Linked DNA regions of Zea mays: region 2 is linked to region 1. A link is a contact called in public Hi-C data. All regions are on one chromosome and are shown on one strand. The core of a region is the stretch at or near the end of the contact, and the rest is flanking DNA. Distances in the headings are between cores, read along the strand shown. Region 1 holds the start of LOC100285099 (PHD-finger family protein). Region 2 holds the start of LOC100284960 (nodulation receptor kinase).

The links. A called contact is a pair of places that touch in the nucleus more often than the background predicts.
Region 2: a Hi-C map of ear shows a contact between it and region 1, with 4 times the contacts expected there. The contact joins the promoter of LOC100284960 here to the promoter of LOC100285099 in region 1. A contact is called at or near these places in 7 of 25 Hi-C or Micro-C datasets (ear, endosperm, leaf and 2 more).

What each region holds. Positions count from the first base shown.
Region 1 is chr9:39,158,713-39,163,673 of Zm-B73-REFERENCE-NAM-5.0, forward strand. LOC100285099 (PHD-finger family protein) reads left to right here and starts at 2,495. Exons shown (of 3, transcript NM_001157994.2): 1 at 2,495-2,880; 2 at 3,131-4,757; 3 at 4,851-4,961. The coding sequence starts at 2,557.
Region 2 is chr9:39,299,444-39,304,002 of Zm-B73-REFERENCE-NAM-5.0, forward strand. It overlaps LOC100284960 (nodulation receptor kinase), which reads left to right and starts at 3,113. Exons shown (of 8, transcript NM_001157855.2): 1 at 3,113-3,588; 2 at 3,680-4,203; 3 at 4,434-4,559. The coding sequence starts at 3,851.

The DNA.
Region 1 (4,961 bases), core at 1,245-3,744:
TTTCCCAAGTGTAATATATGTACAGGTACTTTCGGACTCGGAATGAAACTATACACAATATGAAAAGCATGGTCGAGACGAAGGATGATGTGGCTCCGAAGCTACGCGCAAGGGAGCTTCGGCTCAGCGGCAGGAAAAGGAACCGACTTAAAGGGGAAAAGGCTATCTAGTCCTCGTTGGATTGTCCTTACGTTAATAGTAAACATAAAGGGCATGAATGTAATTTTACACAGGCTGCACCATGTGCCTATAAATAGATGAACAGTACCCCCGTACTGTTCATGCTGACTTGTATTCCCTCGTGCGTCATTCTTGGACTTTTGCCTTCTGTTAAGCCGAAGGTACAAATGTAATTCAGTATTGTTTATGTTTATTCATGATGATATAATAAAGATATATAAATAATGTCATATGATTATTTATGTTACTTCTCATGTTTCATATGTTTCTTCTTTCATTAATATAAACTGCGATGATGAAGGTACGTCCTTCATGACCTTCGTCTGAAGATCATTCTATCCTAAGGGAGATAATGCTTCGAAGGACGAAGGGCATTAACCTTTAACATTTTGTGTAGCCTTGTTCTTAACTCATAGCATTTGAGAACAAGTCCCCAACAGCGTCCACTTTCACCGTCAACCTCTCCAACGTGGCCATCGTCTTCTCCCACCTTTCTTCTCCTTGGTTAGTCTCCATCGCCATCTCCTCTAAAACTATCCTAGTCTGCACAGATGGCTTAATAGACGGCACCATGGTGATCACCTCCTCTTCTTCCTAGAATCACCTCTACTTCACTGTGATCACTTGTCCCACCCGAGGGACAAGAGCTTTGATACCAGGTGTAAGGGTTGACGAAGCCTGGTCAGCGTCCACGCCGGAAGAAGCGTATCAGCGGTGTCTCGTGGTCGTCAGCGAGCACCCGAGGCGTGATATGTCGCCGTTCCTAGAGAAGAGACTCCTCCAAGGCGCTCACAGATAAGTTCAAATCTGGTGGTAGTTTTGGTTCAGTTTTATTTCATGCCTTCTCTGATAGTGATTACAAGTATTTATAGACCCATGAGCTGGCCTTAATCTCCTGGATCTATTACATGCTTGAAACCCTAATATGGGCCAGCCCACAGTAATCTTCTATCATGAGAGCAAGCGGGATATGGGGAGGATCAGAGTATGTGGTTGATCTAAAGATGTCGGGGTGTGAGATTTCGCCAACTTCGGAAATAGAGAGTCGATGTTGACTAGATTTAGAGAGACAAGTGTAGAAAGTGATTCATACCTGTGAAGGATCTCTGGAAGTTGGTTGCTAGATGCAAGGCGCAATGTTCTTGCGGAAGGAATCGAAGACTGTTCCTTTGTGCGCTGCGGAGAACCACGCTGATGCAGACATTTTTTAAGAAGAGAGCGAGCACCAGTGAAAAAATCCTGAGAAAACTCCGGAGAAACGCACAATCCACCTTTGCGGCAGCATTGTACGGTTCTGGTTTTTCAAACTACATGGCCATCTTGTCTGTCCGAGAATCCCAAGATTTGTATAGTATAGATCGAAGATTGTTCCTCTGTGCGCTGCGGAGAACCACACAGATACACATATTTTTGAAGAGAGCGAGCATCGGTGAAAAATTCCCGAGAAAACTCTAGAGAAACGCACAATCCATCGTTGCAGCAGTATCGCACGGTTCTGGTTTTTCCTGCGTGAACATCTTGTGTGTGCCGGAGAATCCCAAGATTGATATAGCCCCTGTTTGGTTCAGCTTCTGGGGGGCTTCTGGCCGCCAGAAGCTAGAAGCTGAACCAAACGCCTAGATTTTAACGGGCTTCTCGTGCAAGCGCTTTCTACCGAAGCCGTTATCTCTGCGCCCGTGAGAAGCGGCAAGCAAGTCGCTTTAGGCCGACGCTGGACGTTCGAACTCCCTCCACCACCCACCGCAACGCAAGAGCTCTGCACTTGGGTTTAATTATTCATATTCATAATTTCTTTGTTTTGTTTTGTAAACATCATTAGCGTGATAATTGACATATAGTAGATGATCATTGATAATTACGAGGTTGCATGCATCGTTATTTATAAAATTACGTAATAATTTAGTTTTTGTATGGCGTTTTTTGAATAATTATGGAAGTAAAAATGTTTCATATTAGAATTGTATCAACTGAAGGTGTATCAATTGAAGGACGTGTTGTACTGTAATGTATTAAATTGAGTTAAAGTATTTTCATATATCGTAAAGTGTTAACTACATTATAAGTTAGTGCTCTGATATCTAATAATCTGATCGGTCAAACACCTAAAAAAGCCGAACCAAACGTATTTATCTGTTTCCTTTTTTTATTCAGAATCTACAATCTCATAATCTGCGTATCCAAACATCCAGATTCTAACCACCAGCTTCTCCCCACAGCCAACTTTTCTTCACAGCCAACTTTTTAGAAAAGCTTATAAAAAAAGCCGAACAAACAAGTCCATAATATATATTTCTTTGGTTGAGCCCAAATAGTTATGACCGACTAGCCCATGGTCTCTCTCCGCTCCGACGCGCCCGACCCACCACCACATCCCTCATGGCTGCCCTCGCCGACATCGACTCCTCGGCACTTCCGCCGTCCGAGTCATCCAAAGGCAAGGGCAAGATGGACGAGGAGGAGGAGGACGAGGCGGAGGGCGCGGAGAAGATGTGCGGCATCTGCTATCTCGACGGCCGGCGGGCCATCCGCGGCGAGCTCGACTGCTGCGCCCATTTCTTTTGCTTTGTCTGCATCATGGCTTGGGGCCGCGTCGAGTCCCGCTGTCCCTTCTGCAGGGCCCGCTTCCACACCATCCGCCGCCCGCCCGTCGCCGGCCGGTTCCCCGACGAGCGAATCGTCTCGATCCAAGAGCGCAACCAGGTAATTGCTTCGTACACGAACTAATCTAATGTAATCCCTGGACCTACCAGATCACCTTAGCTTCGCGCCCGCGCCTGTGTAGTAGAAATCCTCATGTCCATGACTGAGAATTCCAGCAAATTTGCCATTGATTACTCCGTAGTGCGTTCTATTCTGCTCCCCTGCCAATATATGATGTGACATGTGAGGACTGAGGACGCCATGAATTCTCCGCGGGACAGCACACTGACGTGCTGTGTTGGCTGTGCAGGTACACCATCCTCAGGGCAACGGGAGCAGCATAGTGGGCGGAGATCCTTACGTGAACACCATATGCACCGTTTGCAGCAGCTCCAGCGATGACGAGCTGCTGCTACTCTGCGAGCTCTGCGACTCAGCTGCACACACTTACTGTGTCGGGCTGGGGACCACCGTGCCAGAGGGGGACTGGTTCTGCAAAGACTGCGGGACGATCAGAGATGATCAATTGAGATGGCAGGCTGAGAATCAGGGTGAATTTGAGATCAGCATGGATGTTCCTGGAGCTGAGCCAGTTCCAGCCCCCTCGATTTCTGGTGTTGTGGATGAGGACCATGATCTGGAAAGGCCATATGCGCGGAGTGGTGGCGGTTCGACGGATGACCCGGTTCCTTCCATTTATGAAATTGTGGGTGATGATTTTGCTACCAGTGCAGGGATCTTTAGGAGGAGGATTGCTGAGGATATTGGATCCCAGGGTACTTCAGCTGGATCTCAGTGTCCCAGATCGACCCAGGGACGAGACAATGGTCTTGCAGCCTATCATGCTCACATTCGTCTTGAGGTTGAGAGAGCTAGAACATTACGCAATTCCCGCAATCTTGATAAGCGCATAAGAGAGCTGCGAGAGAACTGGGCTGCTCTGCGTGCTGGTTCTGTGGGGTTTGCTCCGCATATGCCTGTCAGAAGAAGGAAGGATATGGCTGGTTCTGCTTCTGTTGCTACTGAGCATCAACGTTATGCAGAGCCTGTAACTCTCAGTTCCCGAAATGGCGCCGCTGCAGCTTCTGTTCCGCTGCCAATGCCCTTCTCTGAGGAAACTAATACCTCACTGGGCCATAGTAAAAAAGTCTTGCAAAAGGACACCCGTGATGCCCGTAAGGCATGGAAAAGGTTGGAGATGGCTAAATCATCTGGTGGGAGGAAGACATCTAAGACACCTGCCTCCATTAACTGCTGTCCCCCATTTTCCATGGGTAACAGATCGACTTCTTACAGTCCAATTGATACAATTGTGGGACACAAGAACGGGAATCTGCGTAGTAAGTCTTGTCAACAAAATTATTCAATCTGTGGTCATGTTACAAAAGTGGAACATACGCTGCCCACGAATAACTCCAGAGGATGCCATAGCTTGCCTGAGAACAGTCGTGCCTTGGATCATGAGAGGATGGTTTCTTCCCAGAATCGAATAAATCAGGAAAGCTTTAGTGGCAAAGTTGCATCATCGACCCACATTCAACATGTTGACCAAGCATTAGTATCTACCTTTAATACACACAGACCAGAAAAACTCGTATCAGACATGCTGCATCCACTAAAGTATGGTTCATCATCTGGCCAGTCAGCTGTGACTTCATCCCTACAATTAGGATCTAGTGTTGGATCTGGGAGCCAATCCACTATGCCGGTAAACCCTGAGGAACCTTCAGCTGTTTGTGCTGAAGATATTGCAGCAACCATTGAAGTTACGAAAAGTTCTAGTCTGGACCAGCATGAGCGCAAGAGAAAACACAGTTCGGAAAGATGCAGTGATCAAAGATCCAAAAGATCCAGGTCAACCTGTAAAATTGCAAAAAGTGAGATTTCTTCTTTGGCCATTCGTGAGTTGAAGCTACTCAAGATAGACAAAACACATGGTACAAAATTCCTTTTCAATTCTAATGTTCACTAATATAACATCTGTTTTACTGTCACATTTTCAATTTCTTAAACCACTGCTTGGTATTCAGGTTCTGACAGATTCAAGGAAGTTGCTCGGACAGCAACACATTCCATCTTGGCTGCCTGCAGATTTGAGCATTCGCCATCGCAATCCCTTGCACTCTCAAGACCTGTCTGCA
Region 2 (4,559 bases), core at 1,863-4,362, 140 kb after region 1:
TATTTACAAAAGAAGTATCAAGCGCTCCGCCTCCGACCCTGAACCCCTCCAACCACACACACCAAAACAAATAGAATCATCCGTAGAAATGAAAAAAATCTTAGGTTTGACTTGAGATATTTTATACTGCTTGATATTGTATATTTTGCATGTGAATTCATAAATATCTAAACCAAATTAGGAGAAAGGATGGTGTGTGCCTCTCAAAGCTTCGGCCTCAGATTTGGTCCTCGTGGCTGCTCCCTTCGAATTAATGCCTCTTGGGTCATCGACATGATATGCTACACATTATTCCAGAAGGGAATATAATTACATGGGTCTCAACTCCCACGAACAGGTGCAGAAGCAGAAGCAGAAGCATAGCTGAGACTAATGCATACATGTCGAACATGCGTCCGATGACGAAACTCCGACCACAGTACCCAAATGGGCTCTCGAATCAATGTCTTACATGTCGGTGGCCCCATTCTCGCTGGCCACCACAGTCTCGTCCTCCTCCTCCACTGGAGGGTTTATGAAGCATCACCTGGATGTCCTCATCTGTCGGCACGACGACGGCCCCAACGGCGGCAGGGGCTTTTTCCGTGTTGGGGGTGGCAGGGACATGCTGCGGGACGACCACGAGTGGGAATGGGTGCGGTTGAGTGGGGGGCAGGGGCGCTGTGGACGGGAGGTTGCAGTTGTTGCGTCGCGTGGGGAAGGAAGGTGACCATGGCGCGGAGGGCGTCACCTTCGTGTCGTAGGACGATGGGTGGTGGCAGATGCGTAGGATCTGCGCCACCAAGCTCTTCAGGGTGCCTGACGTTAGCTCTTACAACACCTTGCGGGAGGATGAGCTAGGCTGCCTCCTCCGTGCCGTCGCCGCGGCCGCGGCCGAGGGGATGCCGTCGAACCTGACTCGGCGGATGTTGTGGTGGTTAGGTGGTGATCGTCCTTGATGAGCAGGAGCACTAGCAGGAAGGCGAGCGGGAGCGAGAAGACGTTGTCATCCCTCGACACCGTTGCCCCCGCTCTCTGGTCCCGGCATCCTTCGCCTTCTGCTCCGCCGCCACCGACATATATGAGGTTGGGAGGAGGTACATATACTTGCTGGGGGCTCACGACGATTGCGGATCCGGCCAAGGATGACGGTGGTGGTTGGGGCTCGCGACGATTGCGGATCCGGCCAAGGATGACGGGGGTGCTGGGGGCTCGCGACGATTGCGGATCCGGCCAAGGATGACGGGGGGCGAACGACGACTAGGTAGCGCGGGTTGATTAAAAGGGAAGCGAGGGTTTTTTTGCAAAATACTGACGCACGACGACCATCAAAACTGGTGCTTTAAGTATAGTATAGAAAAGAATGTGTGTAGCCATGGGGCTACCCTATCATTGTTGTTTACCTGTTTCACTAGAAAAAACGTCTACATAAATGGCTAGTGGATTAAGCAGTTCTATTTTACAGGGGAAATGTATGGGTGGATGGGGAAAACTCACGGTCAAAAAGAAAAAGGACCCCAAAAAACAGAGAGAAAACATCCAACCTAGTAAACAGTACCTACAAAAATGCTTAGCGTAACTAACTGCCGAGATCAATACACATTCAAAACCAACCTTACACAAATCACGTCTGTTTCGAATCCAGAATCTATAGGAAGCAGTTCTATTTTACAGGGAAAATGCATGGGTGGAGGGGGGAAACTCGCGGTCAAAACAAGCAAAATTGTAAGTGAGCAAATGTTTTTTTTAACCATTTTATAACATAAAAGTTACGTCATGTTTAAATACACTAGAGCTAAAAGTTAGACATCAAAACAGTCTATCTAATAGTTCAACTATTATATAATTTTAGCAAATTAACTAATATTTAACTAGTTATTTATTAGGTGGCTATAGGAATATTTGATCACACCAGAGCTAATAGTTAGTTGGTTAAAAAATTGCTACTGAAATTAGATAGCTAATAAATAGCCAACTAACTATTAGCTAATTTGGAGTATGCAGTTAGTTTTAACAGCAAATTGTTAACTCTAGTATATTTAAACATGGTCTAATTCACTACCAATTTTTAGCCAACAAATTGTTAGCCCAACACTTGATTCTTGCTTTTTTTTTCTCTATCTCTTATAACGAAATTTTATAGACGGAGGCAGATCAAGCTACGGGACAGGGTCACAGGGGAGACGGTGGTGAGACAGAGGAAATGGTGACCCTACCAGAGTGGACGACTGCCGTGCTTTTCAGGCCGTCAGTCTATTAAAAATTTACTCAAAATCATTATTTTACCATGTTCTGTACTTTAGACTATATTGTTTGAAAAATAGAGTTTAAATATAGGTATATAAAAATGAACAAGCTATCAGAGATAGCCTCATGGAGTCCCAGCCACAGCCGCGCACCGCACAGCAACATGATCACGAGGGGGTGTATCACTGTATCAGTACATGCTAGGGATGTCAATGGGTACCCGAAACCCGATGGGTAAAAACCCTATTAGGGCACGGTAGGGTGGATTTTGATACTCATGAGTATTTTATTGGGTCATTTGTTATGTCCATCGGGTACGGTGGGCGTGGGTATGTTCTCTGTTGCCCCATACCCGCTACCCGATGGAGAACCCGCTAAGGGCTTGTTCGGTTATTCCTATCCCATGTGGATTGGATGGGATTGGAAAACATTATGAAAGATTTTGATTTATTTGGGATTGAAACCTATCCAATCCTATCCAATCCACATGGATGGAGAGCAAAACGAACAAGCCCTAATATATGACACGTGGGTCCGAATTTATATGTCTCATATAAAATAAATTTGCTCTCGCTATTTGCTAACCGTAAGAATCAATAATATGTTTTGTGTGATTTGAAGGCATGATGTTGCCATTTAATATTGAATATTGTTGAACCTGTGATACAATTATGTTGGGTTAAATACATTTGTTATGCTGATACTTATTATTGCGATTCAAATGATCATGTCTATCGTAATGTTAATGGGTATGGGTACCCGCTACACATGGTAGGTATGAGTATGGCGTAATTTTGTATCCATGATGAGTAGTGGGTATAGGTATGAGTCAATTTTTTCCTGATGGATATGGATATGGTTTCGTGTGTCCACTCGGTACCTTACCCACTGCCATCCATAGTACATGCACACGCACGACTCCTGTGCACATGGCAATTGACAGGGTCTCGACAGTCGACAACACGGTCACCAACTGCTCCCGTCTAACGATCAGGATCCAGACGCCAAGGAAGAAGGGTGAGGTAGAGGTTGACACAGAAATCAATTTTCTCCTTTCTCGGTCTCGCGAGCAAGCCTCGCCATGGATATCTGCACCAGTTGCTTCCAAGCCAGATATTAGAGCTGCCTACTACTTGCGTCGCGCGGAGAGCGGGTTGGGACCAGAAACAAGAGTAGAGCAAGACTCCTATCTTTTTTCCACGCGCCAGTCTTCTCTGAACCGGTGAACCCATTCCTCCTCCTCTTCCTACTCAACGCCACGATCGAAGAGGAGACTCAGTCAATCTCGCCTTGCTCTCCTCTTCGACCCATCGTCGGTTCCTGGGATCAGCATCGACGAGCAGGATTTTTCCGGCTGTGGAGGTACGGAGCGCACTGTGCTGCCAAACTTTAGATGCCTGCTTTTTCTTTTTCATGCGCAATTCCGCAGTTTTACCGCGTAGTTGCTGTGCAGGATTACTGCTGCTTGACAAATCCGAGCGCAAAGGTTGCTTCCTGACGCGTTCCCCCATGGCACGAGCAGGAGCACGAGCACGAGCAGGAGAAGGCGGCTAGAAGGTTCCTGCTCCCGGGCGTGACCTCTCACACGGCATGGTCGTTGCTTCGCCGGGGAGGCGCAGCGGGGATGGTCGATAGGAGCAGGGCCGTGCTCATCGGGGTCACCGCCGGCGTCGCGGCCGCGCTGGTCGCGGCGGCGGGCGTGCTTCTGGCCGTCTGGCTCTACCGCCGGCGGGCCAGCGTCGCCGCACGGACGCGCTCCCCGGAGTCGCCCTCGGCGACGCTGCGGGCCGGCGGCGCCGGTCGCGCCAGCCTCGACTCCAGCGTCTCCGTCTCGGTGGTCTCCGAGAGCGCCGCCGACTGGGGCCACCCGCCACCGCACAAACGCGCCGCGTTCTGGGCCTGGAGAGGCGGCGCCGGCCACAACGGCAGGGAGCCGCCACCGCTGTCCGTCTCCGGGATCCCAAAATACCATTACAAGTACGTTCTGCGCTTCTACTCCATTTATATATCTGGAACACGGAATTTTTTCCTCAATCTTGTCTCAGTTCAGTTGAACTGTTCTGTGCTGTGTGAGCTGTGAAATTACTGCCTTTAGTTGGGTCCATGGCTGTGATTCTGTGGAGTTGTCACTTATATATGATCAGATCATCAGGTGTAAATATCATTTTCTGAATTGTTCCATCATGTTACTGGTGGTTGCTGCTCAGGGATCTGCAGAAGGCTACCAGCAACTTTACCACAATTCTTGGGCAAGGATCGTTCGGCCCTGTGTACAAAGCTGTAATGGCCACTGGTGAAGTGGTAGCTGTAAAGGTGCTCGCGAGTGATTCAAG